2 separate regions of the Sus scrofa genome follow, and region 1 is linked to region 2. The links are chromatin contacts, called in public Hi-C maps. All regions are on one chromosome and are shown on one strand. The core of a region is the stretch at or near the end of the contact, and the rest is flanking DNA. Distances in the headings are between cores, read along the strand shown.

Region 1 (3,877 bases), core at 1,324-3,823, 94 kb after region 2:
GAATTCAGGATGTCTGTGAACTTGGATGGAAAAATATATATACCTCTTTATTTTCACTAAAATAAATCTAGCATCTAGCATCTCTTTGAATTGTGAATACATTAGCAGTTCCAGTGACATTTCAACCTACTAAAATCACAGAGATTGTCATATCCCATTATGTTGTAGCAGGAATCTTGAAATATCATGTACAACCTTCACTATTTTTAAATGATGGTAATTATACACACTGATAAGTTGAATCCTTTGATATATTAATAAAGCATATGTAACCAGATCACAAATATTTATATTTTGAAAACTGTAATTCAATAGAATTGATTTCCTTTGTAATCCTACGTACTCTACTTTGTACATTTAAAAATATTTTCCAGAGTTCCTGTCATGGCTCAGTGGGTAACAAATCCAACTAGGAACCATGAGGTTGCGGGTTTAATCCCTGGCCCTGCTCAGTGGGTTAAGGATCTGGTGTTGCCATGAGCTGTGGTGTAGGTCACAGACATGGCTCGGATCCCAAGTTGCTATGGCTATGGTGTAGGCCGGCAGCAACAGCTCCAATTAGACCCCTAGCCTGGGAACCTCCATATGCCACAAGTGCGGCCCTAGAAAAGACAAAAAAAATAAAAATAAAAATATTTTCCTGAGAGTCCATAGGCTTCATCATACTGCCAGTGGGGTTCTGTGAGATGCAGTTAAAATTCCCTATTTTAGGCCAACTTAAAGTCCATCTTCTTCTCCAATGAGCCTTCTCTGGCCACTCCTGCATGTTCTTCTTTTTTCTTTTTGCCACACCTACCACATGAGAAAATTCCAGAGCCAGGGATCAAGCCTGCACCACAACAGTGACCTGAGCCACAGCAGTGACACCAGATCCTTAATCCACTGAGCCACATGGGAACCTCTACAGCCTCTTCTATAAATGCAGGAGGGCCATATTCTCAACCAGAGGTAGAAGTGGGCTTGGGAGTTGGCACCCACCACCTTGCATGGGGCTCTGTTCAGGGTGGCACTGCCTGTCTGCTTGACTGGTCTGGCCTCAGGATGGCAAACCTTTTATCAGCACAGGGTTCTGGCTTCTGAGAAGGCCACCTTATAATGACAAAGAAGTGCCATCAGTCTCTATGCTGTGGAAAAATTAAGGGTCTCCTAATGATTGTGCTCCGCTGGTCTGCCTCAGACATACCCAGTGGGTGTCATCTTGATTCCGCACACATGACCCACCTCCTTGGCCATGGCTGTCTGAACAGGGTCAAACACTTGACCCAATTAAGGCCAATCAGAGCTGATGTCTGGGAGTTCCCGTCGTGGCTCAGTAGTTAACGAATCCGACTAGGAACCATGAGGTTGCGGGTTCGATCCCTGGCCTTGCTCAGTGGGTTAAGGATTCAGCATTGTGGTGAGCTGTGGTGTAGGTTGCAGACGTGGCTCAGATCCTGCGTTGCTGTGGCTCTGGTGTAGGCCAGCAGCTGCAGCTGCGATTAGACCCCTAGCCTGGGAACCTCCATATGCCGTGGGTGTGGCCCTAAAAAATAAAGAGCTGATGTCTGGCAGAAGCCTCACTGCCTCCTTCACCAGGAGGGAAAAATGCAGAAAGATCTCAAGTGGAAAAAGGATGGGCATCCAGAGAGAACTGGGACAAATAAGCCCCTCCAGAGGGACTCCTAAGATTCCTCAAGTCCTGTGGACGGCATACCTCTGAATTCCCACGTTGTCACCTGATGGTTTACATGAGCTCCCTGTGTCTACTATTTGCAGCCAAAACTGTTCCATCAACCCCCAGAATCCTCACTGCTAGCCACAAAGTCTAGCCTTGTAGACAGGAACTTTGGATCTATTGCGTCCTTCACTCCTCCTCTCCATTGCGCTGTGAAGCGGAACTCCCGCATCGTTCCCATTTCACAGATGAATAAACAGGCTGGGAGAGGCTAAGGACCACATTTTTGGACCGTGGAGAAGGGTGGATGGCTCCGTTTGGATGTCTGACCCCACGGCATGTCCAGCCCCTGCCAAGTCCAGGCCAGCAGCGGGGTCTGGATCAGCTGCAGAGGGGTATCGGGGTTCCGGTTTGGGAATCTAACTTAAGAGGTGGCTTTTGGAATAGGACCCCACCTGGCTCCTGAAGCCAGGTGATCTCCTGAAGCCCCTGAGATCACAAGCCCGGATTCTAGCAAGGCCAATCCCGGGTCGTCCCTACCCAGCACACGTGACGGTCCCACTACGCGCGGCCCATCCCCTTCCAGGTCCAACCCAACCCATTCCTCCCGGTCCAACCTATCCCTCCGAGTCCGACTCTCTCTGTTCCCCCTCCGCTCCTCCACTCGCACGCTTCGCTCCGCCTGGAAGCTCCTTCTCCGCCCTCTCCCCAGCCAGCCGTGCCACACGCAACCCCCCAGCCTCCTCCTTGTAGGCTTCCCACACCCTCCCAGCACCTCCTCTAGTTTCTTTGCGTTCCCCGTGACAAACACGATCTTCTTCCCGACCAAAGAGTTCGCCATGGTGAGCCGCAGCTCCCTCGCGGACTCACCGGAAGCTCCTCTGCCCCGAGTAGCAGGCACTTCCGGCTGGTGGCGGAAGGCGGTGGCCCGGTTTCCGGCCTGGGGTCCCGGGAAAGCACCGTGGGGATTACTTTCTGTCTCAGGGGTGGCTGCGGCGGCAGTCTGGGAACGTCCGGGTCGGGAAAGCAGTGCTGGGAGCGCAGAGCTCTTGCTCAGACCCCGGGTAGCATAGCGCCGTTTTCCGGATAAGCAACCTGGGGCGTGGTCCCCTTGCATCGGAATTGCTGGGGTCTTCCCGACGCTGAAGGTTGAGTATGCCGAGACCAGACCCTCCCGTCCGCCAAGGGACGCTCTCCTCAAGGCGAGAAGAGACTGTTCCAGCCACCTGCCCCATCCCTGCTTTCGCCCCTCTCTGGGAGAAACAAATTACCTCCTCGTGCGTACCCCGAGGCCGGTGATGAACTGCAAGCCTGGGCTCTGGATGATTCCCCTTCACCGTGGACACTTCCAAAGCTGTCTCTGAGAACTGTTTCCTTCTAGACAAAGGCTCCCAAACACGGATCTTTATCCTGACTTCACCTTCAGCCCCGCTCCCTTAGCTCCTTCTTGCTTGCCATCTCTGATCTACTTGATTGTGATTTTAAACTTGGCATAGCCTAAAGCTAGCCCGGTCTCTTCACCCATCTTCCAGACTTGGGACTTGAGTATTTCATCTCCCTTATTATCTCATGCCTCCAGCCCTCAAGTCATCGTTCCTTCTCCGTAGCCACCTTCTCAGCCAGATCTTCTCATCCCTAACAAAGCAAAGAGTAGAGAGTGCCCCCCTAGACCCTCTGTGTCATAGGCCTTGACCCACTGCTAACACCCTCATTGGGCAATTCAGCCGTCTCTTTCCTTCATGGACTTCAGCAGTCAAGGATTAACATTAAGGGCAGATTCAGGGCCAGCTCTACTGCTGAGGCAACTCCTGTCAGGAGTATCATGGGAAGTCAGGGATAAATTATTTTGGTGAATGTTACAGACCTCTGATAATCTCGATGAATTTTTTTTTTAGACCCCAGAATTTGTCCTCTGCTAATATCCAAAAAAAGAAAAAAAAATTCCTTTGTTTGATGACTTTACAATAGTGTGTAAGTATTGCAAAGGTCAAAAGGCATTACTGTGTCCTAAGGCAGGTCCTGAAGTTTCCCATTCTACCACGTGATCCCTTTCGACTATGTGATTTGGGAGGTTCCTTGGAGTAGTGGTTAGATCAAGGAGTGGTTGCCCTCCCTCTGTATCATGTGTCTTCCTTCTTCCTGAAGTCATAGTTAATCCTCAGGAAGGTGGAGGGGCAGAGGAGGTTCCCCTCAGCAAAGCTGACCTCCAGACTGTTGAAAGCT
Region 2 (4,174 bases), core at 1,200-3,699:
TCTTACTGCTAATCTAGAGGTTCTATACCTCCTTGCCTCAATTCCTATTTGTATTCTTCCCCTTCCTAACAGAGTTCTAGCAATAACTGGGGATGGGGTAGACAACTTTAGATCTTTTTTCATAATCTCCCAAGCAGATCTCAGATTGGCCTAGACATGTAGAGCTGAGAGGTTAATGCTTTAGGCAAAGAAGTTGCTTGTTATCAGAGGATATAAATCCGCGGGAACACGAACAAGCATTGCAGACTGTGGTGTCTGAACTCAGAGAGGACCTTATCATTCTTTTTCTCAGCACAAGTCACGGATGCCAGTAACCTGGCAGAGAGCCAAGCAGTGCCACAGACCACAAAGGAGGTTTCGTGTATTGGAGGTTGACTTAGCAGCTTTTGTAGACACACAAACTTGGGCTGATTCTGTGAATGTTTATGCTGTAAATCACCTGCTCTTTGTGTTTGTTTTTTAAAGGGGGATGAGTGTTTCCTGGGCACTTTTCTAACTAGAGGAGAAGGAGCATATCTTTTTTCTAGTAATCCACAGTCTTGGCCTGAGGAAGGTGAGCAGCTCTGACTTTTGTATTTTTGATTCTGGTTGGGTCCCTCTTTTGTAGATAACTGACATGGGTGTTGTGATTAATGATACATCTGATATTTGAAAAGACTTGTTGGTGTGGAAGTGTTTTCTTACAGCTTTTCTCCTTTGATCCATCCAGATGAGGAAGCTTGTGCCAGGAAGGACTAGCCTCATAACTGCACCTGGTTCTCTTGTTGCTGCCTGAGAATTGCTCTCAGAATGGGCTAGAGCAGCATTTCCAGAAATAGATTCTATGGATTGAGACAAAATCTGGATTCATTTTTTATTGCTGTGTAACAAATTACCACAAATTTGGTAGCTTAAAACAACATGCATTTAGTTTCTCATAGTTGGGTGGGTCAGAAGTCCAGGCAGGCTTGACTGGATTCATGTTTGGGCTCTCATAAGACTGAAGTAAAGGCATCAGCCAGACTAGACTGATACCTGGAGGCTCTGGGGAAGAACTTGCTCCTGAGCTCATCCAGGTTGTGTGTAGAGTGCTTCAGATTGTAGGACTAAGGGGTCTCTTCTGTTGCCGACTGTCATCTGGAGCCACTTTTAGCTCCTCCCACCAGAGGTCCTCGCCCTGTGACCCTTTCCATCTCAGCAACAAAGAACTTCATTGGGTTGAATCTCCCTCACTTCTAATCTCTCTGAACTCCTCTCCTACCAGCCAGAGAAAACTCTGCTTATAAAGGGCTCAGCTGATGAGAAGAGGCCCGCTGTAATCTCCCTTTTGCCATGTAACATTACCTGAACACAGGAGTGACCTAAAATGGTGAAGGTCATGGGCTTTCTTAAATTTCTGCCTACTGGAGTTCCCATTTTGGCTCAGGGGGTTAAGCACCTGACTAGTATCTATGAGGATGTGGGTTTGATCCCTGGCCTCAATCAGTGGGTTAAGGATCCAGCATTGCTGCAAGCTGTGGCATAGGTCACAGATGTGGCTTGGATCCACGTTGCTGTGGATGTGGTGTAGGCCAGCAGCTGCAGCTCTGATTCGACCCCTAGCCTGGGAACTTCCATAGCCACCGCCAGTGTAGCCCTATAAAGAAAAAGAAAATTAAATTTCTGCCTACCACAGTCTGCCCTCTGGCCCCCACATTTTTTACATGCAAGATATAAACAACCCTAGCTAAGAGCTTTATCCCATTATGGTAACAAGTCTAAGTCTTAAATCTCACAAACTCAGAAATCAAAAATCTCAAGATTATCTACATCAAGATTATCTAAATCAGCTATAGGTGAGGTGCTGGAAGCATAATTCATTAAAGACAGCTCCAGAACACAGTTCTCCACCTGGGGACCTGTGAAATTAGAGGCATGTTACCCGTCCCAGCCCTCCCAAAATACAAGGTAGAACTGGCATAGGATAAGAGTTACAGACATTCAGATTCAAAAAGTCTGGGGGGTGAAAGATAAAAGAGTCCCAAGGCCAGGGCAGCTTTGAAATTCAGCTAAGACAAACTCCAGTTCCCAGATTAGGTTTTAAGTCCCTGGGCTCTTGGTTCTACCCTCTAAACTCTTAGCGTTACCCTCTGGGCTCATGACTGCCCTCTGGGTCATCCTTCCTTTTCATGAAGGTGGCTCTTTGTTTGTAGCTGATTAGTTTTATCAGCCTACTTCTTGCCTCTAGAATTTTGGGAGTCCAGTAGTCTCCTTTCCTTTTCTATTCTTTCTGTCCCTTTCAGTCCAAGCTGGCAGTGTTTCTGCTGATATAAAATTCTCAAGAACCTTGTTGGTCTTACATGGATTTCCTGGGGATTCATTCTGTGCTCCTTTTTGGCTTCCTCAAAATAACATTTTCTTATGAGTCCTGTTCTTTCCCTGTTAGACATCATGTTTTTTTGTGGAGGAGGAGTTGTGACTCACTCCACAAATTCCTTAACCTCTACTAAGCAAATTCCCTCTCTGGAGAATTTGTTCTTCTTGAAAATATTCTATCTGGTTGCAAATTCATCTCCATGTGTTCAGATCACTGGTTCTGTTTCTGCTCCTCTGTTGACATAGAAGACAAAGCATAAGGAATTCTGGTTTTTTGATTCACAAAATGCTGGGTAGCCTTTGTCAAAGCATTTGTTATCATGCCTGTGCTATGGCCCCTGCCTTTCTGCCTCTCCAGAACCTGGTGCAAAAGACCAGGAAGTTAGGGGCATTTGCTGATGATGGGAGTGTGTGACAACACTCCCCGCCAAGAGATAAAATTGCATAATGTTTTAAAATCACCTTGTAGACACAACACAGAAGTGGTTGTGCTCTGGCTCAGTCGAGCCAATTAAAATATTTAGCAAGGATATTTGCCAAAATTAGTTTGTACCTTGTTAGAAAAATAATCTTATACCGTATTGAGTTAATCCAGCAGGATTCAGTGTATCCTCAGGTCTTTATGCAAGAATCAAGGATGTAGTCAGGGATTTCTGAAGTCTTATTGGTCACACACTTTAGAGCTTAGATTTCGCACTTTCTTAGTTTCTGAGGAAAATGTGTGCATTGAGAGATGGTTTTTTGTTTTTGTTTGGTTTTGTTTCTTTTTTAGAGCCATACCTGCTGCATATGGAAGTTCCCAGGTTAGGGATTCAGTTGGAGCTGCAGCTGGAGCCTACACCACAGCCACAGCAATGCAGGATCCAAGCCACGTCTACGACCTACACCACAGCTCACAGCAATGCTGGATCCTTAACACGCTGAACAAGGCTAGGGATCAAACCCACATCCTCATGGATACTAGTTGGGTTTGTTCCTGCTGAGGCACAATGAGAACTCCAGAAGATGGTCTTTTAAGGCGGGAAAATTCAGTAGGAGTGGAGAATTTAAATAGGAGTATCCTCTGGCTGTGTGTTAAGCATTTCTCCACTCTCCTGAGGAAAAATAATTCATACAAAATCGTTAGGTCTCTCCTCTGGACCTTGGAAGAGGGCTTAGGCAGGTCAGGGGTCCTGAAGCTTAAATGTCTAGGTATTCTGCCTCTGAGACTGAAATTTATCTGTTCCCATCCTCTGAAGGCATTTAAAAAGCTCATCAGTGTGCGTTATTTTGATTGATCTTCATATCTTGAGCCCCATAGAAGGTGGAAAATTTGTCTGAGGTTAAAGTGCAAGTTAGCAGTAACATCTGGGAGGTAGTCCAAGTCTTCTGATTTTTAGTCCAAGGATGCCCTAGAAAACTACTACACATAAAAAGGATAGTGCTTTCTTACCTTGCAATGTTTCCAACTCTGGAAGCTTTTCTCTTCCCCAATTAGTGACCTCTGCTATCACGAGCCTTTATGTTATGCAGCTTCCCCTTCATTCATTTCCTTTATGTGCCCTTCTCTTTATCACCCTGCTGACCTTGGTCAGGCAGGCTGCCCAGTACCTAGTCATCAGGAGCCTGCTTTAGAGCTTTACCACATATTCCTATATCCCTAAACAATGTCTTGGTTTTGAATTTAATATAAATAGAATCATTTGTGTTCTTCTGGGACTTGCTTTTTTTGCTCAATATTCTGGTCCTAAGCTTCATCCAGATTCTTGGGTGTAGCCATTATAGTTCATTCCTTTTTGTGGTGCCATAGGATTGCTTTGTATGAAAACGTGCTGTTCTCTCCTTTTCACTCTTGATGGAC

Evidence for each region. Hi-C and Micro-C count contacts between places; a contact is called where the count stands out from the background.
Region 1: a Hi-C map of omental adipose tissue shows a contact between it and region 2, with 1.7 times the contacts expected there. The contact joins the promoter of ITPA here to the enhancer-like site in region 2. A contact is called at or near these places in 1 of 5 promoter capture datasets (liver), 18 of 47 Hi-C or Micro-C datasets (alveolar macrophages, blood, embryonic fibroblasts and 8 more) and 1 of 2 datasets of contacts at active chromatin or transcription factors (skeletal muscle).

The regions. Positions count from the first base shown.
Region 1 is chr17:32,472,254-32,476,130 of Sscrofa11.1, forward strand. It overlaps ITPA (inosine triphosphate pyrophosphatase), which reads right to left and starts at 2,574. Exons shown (of 9, transcript XM_021077577.1): 1 at 2,430-2,574. The coding sequence starts at 2,495.
Region 2 is chr17:32,378,357-32,382,530 of Sscrofa11.1, forward strand. It overlaps C17H20orf194, which reads left to right. Exons shown (of 37, transcript XM_021078124.1): 20 at 466-553. Among named protein-coding and RNA genes, the nearest start is that of SLC4A11, 65 kb to the right of the region's middle. Within about 2 kb of position 2,450, at least 14 of the 83 cell types and tissues checked have an H3K27ac peak or open chromatin away from gene starts, as enhancers often do. A contact at or near this core is called in embryonic fibroblasts, mesenteric adipose tissue, omental adipose tissue and 1 more, where this site is marked.